2 separate regions of the Sus scrofa genome follow, and region 2 is linked to region 1. A link is a contact called in public targeted proximity ligation data. All regions are on one chromosome and are shown on one strand. The core of a region is the stretch at or near the end of the contact, and the rest is flanking DNA. Distances in the headings are between cores, read along the strand shown.

Evidence for each region.
Region 2: a contact with region 1 is called in a targeted proximity ligation map of alveolar macrophages. A contact is called at or near these places in 2 of 47 Hi-C or Micro-C datasets (embryonic fibroblasts and fibroblasts) and 1 of 2 datasets of targeted methods (alveolar macrophages).

What each region holds. Positions count from the first base shown.
Region 1 is chr3:31,801,580-31,808,031 of Sscrofa11.1, forward strand. RMI2 (recQ-mediated genome instability protein 2) reads right to left here. Exons shown (of 2, transcript XM_003124595.4): 2 at 6,138-6,452. Among named protein-coding and RNA genes, the nearest start is that of RMI2, 10 kb to the right of the region's middle.
Region 2 is chr3:31,983,689-31,989,990 of Sscrofa11.1, forward strand. CLEC16A (protein CLEC16A) reads right to left here. Exons shown (of 25, transcript XM_021086617.1): 23 at 4,693-4,857. Among named protein-coding and RNA genes, the nearest start is that of SOCS1, 100 kb to the left of the region's middle.

The DNA.
Region 1 (6,452 bases), core at 1,667-4,166:
AGCTGCCAACTGGCCTACACCACAGCCACAGCAACGCAGGATCCGAGCCGTGACTGCAACCTACACCACAGCTCACGGCAACACTGGATCCTTAACCCACTGAGCGAGGCCAGGGATTGAACCCGTGTCCTCAGGGACACTAGTCAGATTCCTTTCCGCTGAGCCACGACAGACAGAAGCTCCTGGGCTCACTTCTTAAAAAAGGAAATTGAGGAGTTCCTGTTATGGCTCAGCAGGTTGAGAACTCAACTAGTATCCAGGAGGGTGCAACCCCTGGCCTCAATCAGTGGGTTAAGGATCCGACATTGCGGTGAGCTGTGGTGTAGGTCGCAGACGCAGCTCGGATCTGGTGTTGCTGGGGCTGTGGTGTAGGCCGGCAGCTACAGCTCCGAGTCGACCCCTAGCCTGAGAACCTCCATATGCTGTGGACGTGGCCCTAAAAATAATAATAATAATAGTAATAATAAAATTTAAAAAATTTTAAAAGGAAAGCGATATCACTACCTTACGAGGTTCCTGCAGGAGTGCCTGCAGGTGGTCTAGCTCCATTCCTCCCTCTTGGCTTTTGTCATCTAATTTCTCCTCCTCCTTCTCCTCAGGGAAGCTTCAGGATGCGGGACCCCCATGGTCCTGGTCGCCCCTGAGTTCATTTGTCCTTCCTCTGGCCAAGGCCCAATTCCTCTAGCCTCAAGCATCCCCAGCTGGGGAAGCAGAGAGCTGAGCAGTCAACCAGTGCTGGGGCACCTCTGCCCCCCACCAGGCTCGTCTGGGCCGGAAGCTGTAGGTCTGCAGGGGCTACACCTGGTTGGTTCTGAGACTCACCTGAGAGCTCTCACACGCTTATATTCAACTCCACCCATGTGGATTCAAATAAAAGATGTGGGTCGAGAGGAGGTTAAAAGCAGCCCAGTGGGCTAATAATCAGTCACGTTAGACACCCCTGAGGGCCGGCGGGGGGTGGTCCTGGGTGGGCAGTACTCAGGGAAGAGAGGCCCCCAAAGGCAGCGCAGCTGTGGTCTGCAGACTTGAGGGCAGAGTCTGAGTCTGGTGCATCGTTTAAAGCAGGCACCTGTTGGATGAAAAGTTCTAGTTCTGCTTGTTCCTCGGTGGACAGAATTAGATGCTAACAGGCCCTTCTGAGAAGCTCCTTTTCTCTTCCCATTTGCCAAGGCAGAAGGGAAACTTAGCATTTTGTTACTGCCAGATACCAGAGCCTCTTTGCTTCCTCCCTTCCTTTCTTCTTTTTCTCTCTCCTTCCTCCCTTCTTCCTCATCTTTCTGGCCCTTATCATGGCTCTGGTCCCTCGGATCAGGGACAGAGCTAGACAGCATCCTTCTGGGTTGCTCCCCATCATATTTCAGGGATTCACTTGTTTCTTTTGATCCACAGGTTTACAGTTGGAGAGGAACTGCTCTCAGGATGAATGATAGGAGTTCCCCAGTGGCTCAGCAGGCTAAGGATCTGGTGTTGCCCCTGCTGTGGTGCGGCTTCGATCCCTGACCCTGGGAATTTCCACATGCTGCCGGTGTGGCCAAAGAACCAACTGAAACGAGGATGAATTAGGAGTTCCCATTGTGGCTTAGTGGGTTAAGGATATGGTCCAATCCCTAGGCTCACTCAATGGGTGAAGGATGGGGGGTGGCTGCAAGCTGCAACTCAGAGCCGGTATTGCCGTGGGTGTGGTACAGACCTCAGCTGCAGCTCCAATTCAACTCCTGGCCCCGGGGAACTCTCATATGTCACAGATGCAGCCTTAAAAAGAAAGAAAGAAAAAAAAAAAAGACACCCAGAGCCTCCCTACACTAGACACAGATGATTTGGATAATGAGATTTAGCTGAGATGTGGGACTCTGAGTTGTGCTGTAAATGGGTTAAGAGCGGCAGGGACCTTGGACCAAGTGAATGTATTTTGCATTTGGGACAGACGTGCATCTCTGGAGGGCAGAGGGCAGTCTGAGTAGAATGTCCTGCCCCAAAGGTGTCCAGGTCCTCACCCTGGAACCTGTAAATGTGTTACCTTACCCGGCAAAGGGGACTTTGCAGATGTGATTAGATAAAGGGCCTTGCCACGGGAAGACGATCACTGTTGAGTCATGGGACTCCTTAAAAGCAGGGGCAGGTCTTGGGCGGTAAGTAAGAGAGATGAGGCCGGGTGGGTGGTCAGAGAGACGACCAGGTGACTTTTGTTCACCGTGTGTCCCCAGAGGCTGGAACCTAGGAGGCTCTCAGGAAGTGCTTGGTGACAGAACAGTGAGCATTTTTTGAGCACCTGCTAAGACCCGATTCTATAACAGTCACACAGACAAGTTCCTTCGCCTCTCTGACCCCAAATTGTCCCTTCTCTATAGGTGACAGAAATAAGGCTCAAAAAAAAAAAAGGAAGTCTCCATCGTGGCTCAGCAGAAACACGTCTGACTAGCATCCATGAGGACAAGGGTTTGATCCCTGGCCCCGCTCAGTGGGTTAAGGCTCTGGCGTTGCCGTGAGCTGTGGTGTAGGTTGCAGACGTGGCTCAGATCCTGCATTGCTGTGGGCCAGCGGCTACAGCTCTGATTTGACCCCTAGCCTGGGAATCTCCATATGCTGTGGGTGCGGCCTTAAAAAATAAGGTTCAGTGAAGTGAAGGGACTTGCCCAGAGTGACCCAGTGATTAAACAGCCGGGCTGAAATTCAAAAGCAGGACCATCAGAAACTGTCTGGTTGCCAAACCTACATCCCCATCCCCCCCCATTAGGACCTGGCCATAATGGGTGAACACGCCCTGGGCGGACAGCCGTGAAGCGTCTCACAGCCCCGTTTTGTTCTTTTGCTTCCTTCTGCGGCTTTTCATCTTGGCCACTGGCTGGCAGCCCATTTCTGACGGAACAGAGCAGCTCTGCCTGGGACTGACCAGCAGGGGGTGCTAGCGTCCAAGGATAAAGACCCGGCGTTGCCAGAGGGTCCAGTTTTCTCAGAATGAGGGCCCTGGCTGCCTCCCCCGCAAAGAGGGACAGTCGCAGCCGGAGACTGGTCCCTGCCCCTGCCTGCTGGCCAGAGGGTTTGTCTCCCTGGCAACAGTCTTCCCGGAGGAGGGGAAAGCACCTCCCAGGGTCACTGACACGGGGAAAGCTCCTAGCACAGTTCCTGCTCTGGCCCTCGGTTGAATTTGCATCCTTCATCAGGAGATGTTGAATGATTCTCATAGGACTATAATTTCAGATTCTGCCCAAACCACATGAATCTTTTATTTTGACTCAGCCATCTCTCCCCTTTTCCTCCAGTTCTGTCTGTCCTTATCAAGTCTTCCCAAGCTTGAGAACACTCCCAAACAAGCTGGCAAGCACCCTCAGGCCGATTATAAACAACCTGGGATGCTTGATTCAAAAGGCCCTCCTAGGAGTTCCCGTCGTGACACAGTGGTTAATGAATCCGACTAGGAACCATGAAGTTGTGGGTTTGATCCCTGGCCTCGCTCAGTGGGTTAAAGGATCCAGCGTTGCAGTGAGCTGTGGTGTAGGTCGCAGATGTGGCTTGGATCTGGTGTTGCTGTGGCTCTGGTGAAGACCAGTGGCTACAGCTCCGAATCCGACCCCTGGCCTGGGAACTTCCACATGCCGCAGGAGCAGCCCTAGAAAGGACAAAAAAACAAAAGTCCATCCTAGGTTCCCGTCGCGGCTCAGCAGGTACCGACCCCAATTTGTAACCATGAGGACGCAGGTTTGATCCCTGGCCTAGCTCAGCAGATTAGGATCCAGTGTGGCTGTGAGTTGTGGTGTAGGTCACAGTCGTGGCTCGGATCTGGTGTTGCTGTGGCTCTGGTGTAGGCCAGTGGCTAGAGCTCCGAATCCGACCCCTAGCCTGGGAACCTCCATGTGCCCCGGGTGCAGCCCTAAAAGACAAAAAAATAAAACATTCTTAAAAGGAAAAGCAAAACAAAAGGCCCTCCTAGACTTGGCCTGTGAGGGGCTCTTTTCATTTGAAAACACTGGAGTGCAAGGGGAAATTCAAAAATATGGTGCTTCTGCATGTACATTTCCTCTGCCTTCCTACCCAGAACCCAGCTATTCGCAAACATCTACGGATGTGTGTGCTATGCATGGACGAAGGTAAAAAAGTAAGACTCAGTCACATCACCAGAGGCCCCTCCGAGGACAGATACCAGGACCCTTGAGAACAATTTACGTGCCCATCTACAGATCCGCACGGGGAAGGGGCCTCTGATTCGGTTCCCCGGTACTTCACAGGCTGACCTCCAATCCCAAGGTCAGAAAGACAAAGGCAGGACCAGGAATGCAGCCCAGGCGTGCTAGGCTCCTCTCTCCCTCGTTCTCACCAGGCAGGAGCCCCTGAAAGTCACCCTTTCACAGGCTCCAAAGGTCTGCTAAATGTAGGTCACTATGGCCGAAGACGCGTGTTTTCACCTTATCCTGACACACAGGCAGTTGCGCAGTGAGTCTGGACCGTGCCTGGGGTTTAGCGACGCTGGCCCCAGGCCATGTGGTGGCCCAACAGATCTCAGGGCCACGCCGTCAAGGCTGGACCCCTGGGGTTGAAGACAGCTCTCTCTCCTCAGCATCTCTTCCAGATTCTTTTCCTCCTCACCAGTAAATCACATACCGACAGGCCAGGAGACAAAGCATTTGATTATTTCATGCAGTCATTCCTTCTCCTTCCTGCTTCACCTGATGCATAAGAATTTTGCGGTACAACTTCAGTTTTACAAGAATATGCAACAGAAAGAAATAAGGAACTCAGTGATCCACAACCAGCTAAATGAGGGTTTTTTCTCTCTCTCTCTCTTTTTTCTTCTAATGTAAAGCAGTTCCAAGAAAAGTGAAGTCACAGCCCAGGGTGCTTATTTTCAGTTCTTAGAAAAGAGCAAATTTCAAAAGGGAAGCTTTGCAGCCGGAGCACACAGCCTGCCCTGGTCTGGCCAAGGTGCTTGCTGATAAACCAACTTTGATTTGGCATCAGAAAACCAAAACCCCCGCCCCAGATGCGTTTTCATTCGGTGATGTCAGGGAGGAAATGCTCGCCCAAACAGTGAGAGTTCTTCATGTTCAGGGAAACCGCAAGGGCTCCACTAACAGCTAACTTGCCCAGATGGCGCACTTCCAGCTCGGAGCCACCGGGAGCTGTCGGCAGTCTGCGGGATCCACGGGAAAAAAACACCAGACACCCTTGTGTCCCCACCTCCACACTCCTTGGGTAGTTCACTGCCCAGATGACGACACAGGCCCAATCAGCAATTTTCAATCAGGCATTTGTCGCCAGAAGTTAGGTGAGGATAAAGTGGGCAGGATATGATATGGGTCTCGCAGCCAGGGTCAGTCTTGCAGCAGAAGAGTGGGCTTCAGACAGGGGAGCCCCAGGAAGACCGACTTCAGTTTAAGGTCTTAGGGAGCCCACCACACACCCAGCTCAAGAGCTACTATTGGGGGCGTTCCCATCGTGGCGCAGCGGAAATGAATCCAACTAGGAACCATGAGGTTGTGGGTTCGATCCCTGGCTCAGTGGGGTAAGGATCTGGCGTTGAGTTGTGGTGTAGGTCACAGACACAGCTTGGATCTGGTGTTGCTGTGGCTGTGGCGTAGGCTGGCAGCAAAAGCAATGGCTCTGATTAGACCCCTAGCCTGGGAACCTCCATATGCTGCAGGTGCGGCCCTAAAAAGACAAAAGACAAAAAAATAAAAAATGTAAAAACAAAAGAATCCTTTAAGAGAGGTATCATGGACTACAGCAACATTAAATGTCAACGTAATTAAACTGTAACTGGTCCACTGTCCCAGCCAGGAGGAGCCTAAGTGTGACACGATGATTCCACACCATAGGGGGTCCTAGCTGGGATCCTGGAACAGAAAAAGGATTGTTGGAAAAACATTAAAGAAATCTTAATAAAGGATTTGGGTTGATAACATCTCAATGGTGGTTCACTAATTGTAACAAATGTGTCATATTCTTGTAAGATATTAATCAGTAAACTGGGTGCAGGCGCAAGGGATGTGGAACTCTTGGTAGTGTCTCTGCCATTTCCCTGTGGATCCAAAATTATATATATATATGTATTTTTTTTTTTAAGAGGCAACCGATGGATGTGCATATGAACTTACTGCTCCTCCCAACAACAAACATTTGGTGCCTACTATGTGTCAGGCATGTGTAAAAGCAATTTATACCATCTTCATTTATTCATCACACCAGTGCTGTGAGCTCAGTACAATCTGCATTTTATAGATGAGGAAAGTAAAGCACAGAGAAGGTAGTTAACTTGCTCACAGTCACACAGCAAGTTTAACAACAAATGAGGGCTCGTATTCAGGTCTTCATGGTGCAGAGCTCCGGATGAGGCTCAGCAACACTGCCCGAAAACCCCCAATCTCTGAGCACAAATCGGCTCAAAGCAAGCTTCAAGCAGTCAACAAACCCAGATCAGTAATAAAGACAGTGCACACTTTCCAATTTCCCCACTTTTA
Region 2 (6,302 bases), core at 2,768-5,267, 180 kb after region 1:
GACGATAAACCAGGCTAAGGTCATGGGCAGTAACCTTTGCTAGGGGAGTGACCAGGAGGCCTGAGCCATTAGCGGGAAGCAGCCACACCCAGATTTAGGGAAGAACAATCAGTGCAAAGGCCCTGGGGCAGGAAAGAGCTCCGTGAGTTACAGCAGCGGTTCTCAAAGCATGGTCTGGGGAACCCTGGGGGACTCCCAGGGTCAAAACTGCCCTAAAAATAATGAAACAGCATTTTCTTTTTTCCTTTCATTCTCCCAGGAGTACACAGAGGAGTTTTCCAGAGGCCACGTGATGTGCGTCATCACAGCAGAAGCAGAAGCAGAGGGGAATCTGCTGCCTCCTAGTCAGTCAGATATTAAAGATTTAAAAGGATATTTTGTTTTGGAAAACAGAGATACAGTTTATAAAGAACTATATTATTTATGTTTACATGGGATGGGTTATTATTTTTTAAATAAGTAAATATTTAAAAATACCTATTTAATAGTAATATTTACGTATTTCTCAGTTTTAATTTCTTTCTTTCTTTTTTTTTTTTTTTTGGTCTTTTTGTCTTTTCTAGGGCGCTCCTGCGGCATATGGAGGTTCCCAGGCTAGGGGTCTACTCGGAGCTGTAGCCACCGGCCTACACCAGAGCCATCTGCGACCTATACCACAGCTCACGGCAATGCCAGAGCCTTAACCCACTGAGCGAGGCCAGGGATCGAATCCGCAACTTCATGGTTCCTAGTCGGATTCGTTAACCACTGAGCCACGATGAGAACTCCCAGCTTTAATTTCTAATATCTGAAATATCAATAAATATAATCCATACAAACTAAAGCTCTTTGGGTTCCTTAATACTTCTTTATTACTTTTTGGCCAGATCCTCCATCTCTAGGCCGCCAGGAAACTCTCCTCAATACTTTTTTTTCTTTTGGGCCGTACCTGTGGTATATAGAGGTTCCCAGGCTAGGGATCGAATCGGAGCTACAGCTACCAGCTTACACCATAGCCACAGCAACTCAGGATCCATCCTGCGTCTGCAGCCTACACCACAGCTCACGGCAACGCCGGATCCTTAACCCACTGAGTGAGGCCAGGGATCGAACCTATGTCTTCATGAATCCTAGTCAGGTTCTTAACCTACTGAGCCACAACAGTGACTCCCCCTCAATACTTCCGTGAAGAGTATGGAGGGGACCTGAGGCCAGAACTTGGAGAAGTGCTGACTCAGAGGAGCAGCAGGGGTGGTGTGGCCCGGTGGGGGTGGGCAGTGTCAGCGTGAAGGCAGGGGAGCTGCAACAGAGAGGTCAGCACGGGCGCATCTCATGATCACACAAGGTCAGGGAGAGGTCTAGCTTTTATTCTAAGGGCACCAGGGAGCCACAGGGAGCTTGTAGGCAGGGGCATGGTGTGATACGATTTCCATTCTAGGAAGATCCCTCTGGCCGCATGGAGGGAAGGGGACGAGGCCGGAAGCCAGGGAATACTGTGGCTGCCGCTGCCATGGCCTCAAGGGCGAAAAAAGGAAAAAGGCGGAGCAGGCGGCGGGTGTGGGAGAGGGAAGGGAAGAATGAAGGATGACTGCAAGACGCTGGGCGGCTGTGGGGCCAGGTACTGAGACAGCAGGTGCTGACGGCGGCGCCGGGGCTCCCCTCCCTCTCTGAGTCAGGCTAAGGCGCAACGGTTCTTTAGGTCACGTCTCTGCATCTCTGGCGCAGGCAAGGGCAGGAGGGCAGTGAGGCCTCTCTACCCAAGGGCTCAGAGCCATCTCCGGGGGCGGCACACCCGTGGAATGTCCCCACCGCCCCCTACGCTTGAGCGGCGCTTCCAGGGGCTGGCAGGGGCGAGACAGCTGCTTTCAGATGCTGCCTTTGACTTGCCACCATCCCTAGCGGCCCACCCTCACATACACCGACCCTGGGACCAGCAGGAGGACTCTGGGCATTCCGGCAGTGCCCAGCCACCTGCCAGGTAGGGCCAGGCCACGGCAGGCAGGGCGACAGCCCAGCACAGGAAACCTCACTGCTCCCTGGAGCCTGGGCAGGGTGGGAGAGGCCAGTCATGGCGAAGCCGTCTGCAAACAGACAGGATTATGTAGATGCTGAAGAATGCGACATTTGACTCAATTTATTAATTTACACTTGCCTTGTGCCAAAGATGAGGGAGCAGAAATAAGGACCAGGTTTTTCTCCTTAACCCATTAGTTCTCGAGCTCAAAGAAGCACTGATAATCCTAAAGAAATGATTTTTTTTTTGCCCCCCCCTTTTTTAAAATGGCCACACCCGCGGCATATAGAGGTTCCCAGGCTAGGGGTTGAATCGGAGCTGCAGCTGCCGGCTTACGCCACAGCCACAGCAACGTAGGATCCGAGCCTCATCTGCGACCTATACCACAGCTCATGGCAATGTTGGATCCTTAACCCACCAAGCAAGACCAGGGACTGAACCCACGTCCTCATGCATGCTAGTCAGGCTCGTTATCGCTGAGCCATGATGGGAATTCCAAGAAATGATTTCTTAATCAATATAACCTTATGCGTCAATTTGTTTCAATTAAAAAAATTATATGGGGGTGGGGGGATGTGCTTGGGTCGTGGGATGGAAATCCTGTGACACTGGATTGTGACGATCACTGTACAACTACGGATGTGAAACATTCACTGACTGATAAAAAAATAAATAAAACAATAAAGCAGCGCTTACAGAAATGTTATAACAAAATCACAACTGTGCGTTAAAAAGAAAAGAAAAGAAAGAAAAGGAAAGAGAGGAAGAAAGACATGGTCTCTTACCAGACCAGTTCGTACTCAGTTAATTGAGACAAACGGTCGTCCTTTCACTTACTATTTAACCGTTTGCTATTTAACCATCTCTACGGACCATGAAGCAACCTGGAGCATGTTTAACAAAGAACCCTCTCCAGGCTCCCTGGCGGCGGCAGAATCGTCTCCCCTCTCACAGCTGGAAGCCGAGGGGGGGGGGGGGCTCGGTCAGTCTGGTAGCCTGAGACTGGACTTAACAGAAGAGCCGTGGGCTGTGGCGGTGGACGCTTTCCCAGGGTGCGGGGGCCGGGACTGCAGACACGGGCGGGGAAGGCCTCCCCTTCGACATGGCAGGTCCCCCGCTGGGAATTTCCTCCAGAGTCACGTGAGATGTGCACACTTACGAAGACGTTCTCAGTGACAATGGACGGAGCAAAGCACTGGGCAGGACTCAAATGTCCATCACTATGAAACGCTACACAGAGATGTTTTTGGTCCGTCCATGCACCAAAACACCATACAGCAATAAACAAGCATTCTCAACTTACATGCGTGTACAGATAACACCGCCTTGTCAATAAGTGAAAACAGTAAGACGTGGAGTGACATACAACCCACCCTGGGTGCAAGAGAGACGAGCCAAACGTTTCTGGAAGGACACGCAAAACTGTTAACAATGGTCACTTCTGGGACCAAGCAGTCTTATGTTTCATGGTATCAGGTCCTGTTTGGATTTTTCTTTTTTTTTTTTTTTTCCTTTTTAGGGCCCCACCCTTGACAAAGGGAGGTTCCCAGGCTAGGGGTCGAATTGGAGCTGTACCCGCTGGCCTATGCCACAGCCACAGCAATGCCAGATCTGAGCTGTGTCTGCGACCTATGCCACAGCTCACAGCAATGTCAGATCCTGAACCCACTTAGCAAAGTCAGGGATCGAACCTGTGTCCTCATGGATAATGGTCAGATTCATCTCCGCTGGGCCACAACAGGAACTCCCACTCCTGGGATTTTTAAAAATCATATGCTTATGGTATATACTATAGTTCAAAAATGAATTCACCAAATCTAAGGATGAGAATGAATCACAGGGTGGAGGGGAAAGAGGGACCCTGATTTGAGTCAGGTTCTTTTGACTGCATTTTGTTCTTAGACGGGTAACTGCTTTTGAAAACATTTCGCAACATTTGCAGTGGAAGTTTGAAGCCCTGACCATGGAGGGCTGAAACTGCAAGGGACAGCTTGGCTCATTTTCTGAAGTTTTGTAACTGAAGAGCAAGGTTCTCTTTCGAGGGATCAGGGTGCATGTGGATGTGCCTAAAGCAGACGTGTCAGAACAGGAAGGGGGAGCCCGCCCGCGTGCCCTTCTGCAAAAGCGGGACTTGGAGTCCTGCCAGGTGTCCTTGAACTTTCTATCTGTGCTGCTCTGTGGAGAGGGGGGGAGGAAAGTCAGAGATGCCTCTCGGTGAGGGTGGGAGGAGACGCTCCCAGAAAGAAGAGAGGGGCAGCTGCCCAGTGGGCAGCAGGACCGTCTTCGGAAGTCTCCCTTCTTTGAACCACACACACACACACACACGAGCTCTTCCCAGTCATGCTCTACGGAGAAGCAACAACTCCCACCACCATTATGAATCATCTAAGTATTGCCAAGAAATTTCCAAGAAACTTTTTCGTCTTCATTCTGAGGAGTTTTTCCACATCCTCAACAAATCCCTGGAAAACAAACCCAGGCGGCAGAACACCAAAGAGAAAGCCAAGATTTCCTTCTGGGGCTTGTGTTTAATCTTGAGCTGAACTTTGATAAGTTCTATGAAATCGCTGCCTCCTACCGACTGGATTCCTGAGAGGGAAAGGGACGCGTACACAGGCTCCAGACAGAGGAAGCCCCAGAAGCCCGCCTCTCCCGCTCCTTGGAGGGGACAGGAGGTGGCGCAGGGTGGGCCTGCTTACCTGGCACCTTGTCCACGGAGGCGAACACGGAGCGCTGTACGGTGGGGTCGCTGCTGCCTCGGCGGCACTGGTCATAGAAGCGGAAAGGCAGGTGCTGGCTGGAGGAGGAGCCGAGACCAAACCCCAGGACCTCGGTGGTCGGCTGGATCGGGAGGTCCAGCAGGGCTGTGTTCAAACAAACCTGCGGTTCATGCTCAGCACGCGGGGTGGGAGTGCAGGTGAAGACACATCCCTTGGGTGATGCCAAGCAGGCAGCCAGTGGCCTTGCACCAGCGGCCTTGAGTTTTCCTTGGGGAAGCCAGCGTGACACCAGGGCTGCGCCTGAGGCTCCAAACACAAACGGCGCCTCGCGAGGGGGTCAGAGCTGAGGGCCAGGCCCATCTTTGCCTTGGATTCTCAGCTGCCACACACAAGAGGCCTTTGCCAAGCGTCTTGGGTAGTTTCAGACGCCAAAGCAAAGGAGGCCAACTCTGCCATCAAAGTTCACTTATCTCCACGTATGGGGAAGAAAGTGTGAGAGAGAACGTCCACACACGTGTGCATTTATGAGTGTGTATCTGTCACAGCTGCTGTCTTCCTGTCCACACACAAATCACGTGGTGCAGCAATTTGGAGGGGCTTTTTAAAATCAATTTAAGAAATACCCAAGGCGTTAGTTCTAACAGCCACTTTACGGCATAATTCTCAATTTTCAAATGAAATATTTAGCCTTCATGTCAGCTGTGAGAAATGGCTTTACATTAAAAAAAAAAAAAAAAAAAACCTCTCTGAAAATAAATCTTAAAAGAAAGGACTGAATGATTTAAGTCACTTTGCACATTACAAAATGCTTCTGTAATGATTTTGGAGGCCAAGCAAGAAATAAGATGCAGACTCTATGGGATGCAGGCTGCGCAAATCGCCAGGGCCTGGGCTGGAAAGAACCGAACGTCCAGAACCCTGCCCTCCGAGGGTCTATTTTTAGTTGACCCGCGAAGAAAGCTCCCCTCCTCCCCAGTGGGCTGGAAGGCCTCCCAGTGACCACACCAGGATGGCCACCAGTGCTCGAACCGAAAGGCACTGGCTTCTCAAGGAAGGCTGGCGTGACTGTGGGAGCTGACGGCACGGCTCTCCCGAGGAGGGCGCTGTGGCCTCTGCCCTGAGTAAGGGAGTGTCCTCGTCTCTGCGCCTTCACTGCCAAGGAAGCGGGGGCCTCCCTCACGCGGGGTGGTGTGGGGCTCCTCCCAGATTCACCACGATCCTCGGGAAAGGTAAAACGTCAGCAGGACTGCCCCTCATGAGAGCCGGGGACGGAGAGGAGGAAGGGCTGGGCTTTAGAGAGAGGACTTGGGCCAGCTGGCTGCCTGTGTGGCTCTGGGCGAGCCCCTGAGCCTCAGTTTGCTCTTCTATAAAATGGGCAGAACAGGCCCTACTCATCTCGAGGGCTGTTTTGAAGGCTGAGAGGTGGCGGAGGAATGCCAAGCACTCTGTAAAGGTAAGCTAGAGAATTTCCGCGTGCACACTGGCAGCTCTGTCCCAGCCCGAGAGCTGCCTGCTCACGGCCTCTGCCTGCCAGGGAGGCCCTCCTCTTCCAAGCAGCTCTCGAGACGCTCCAGAAATCAAACACCTAG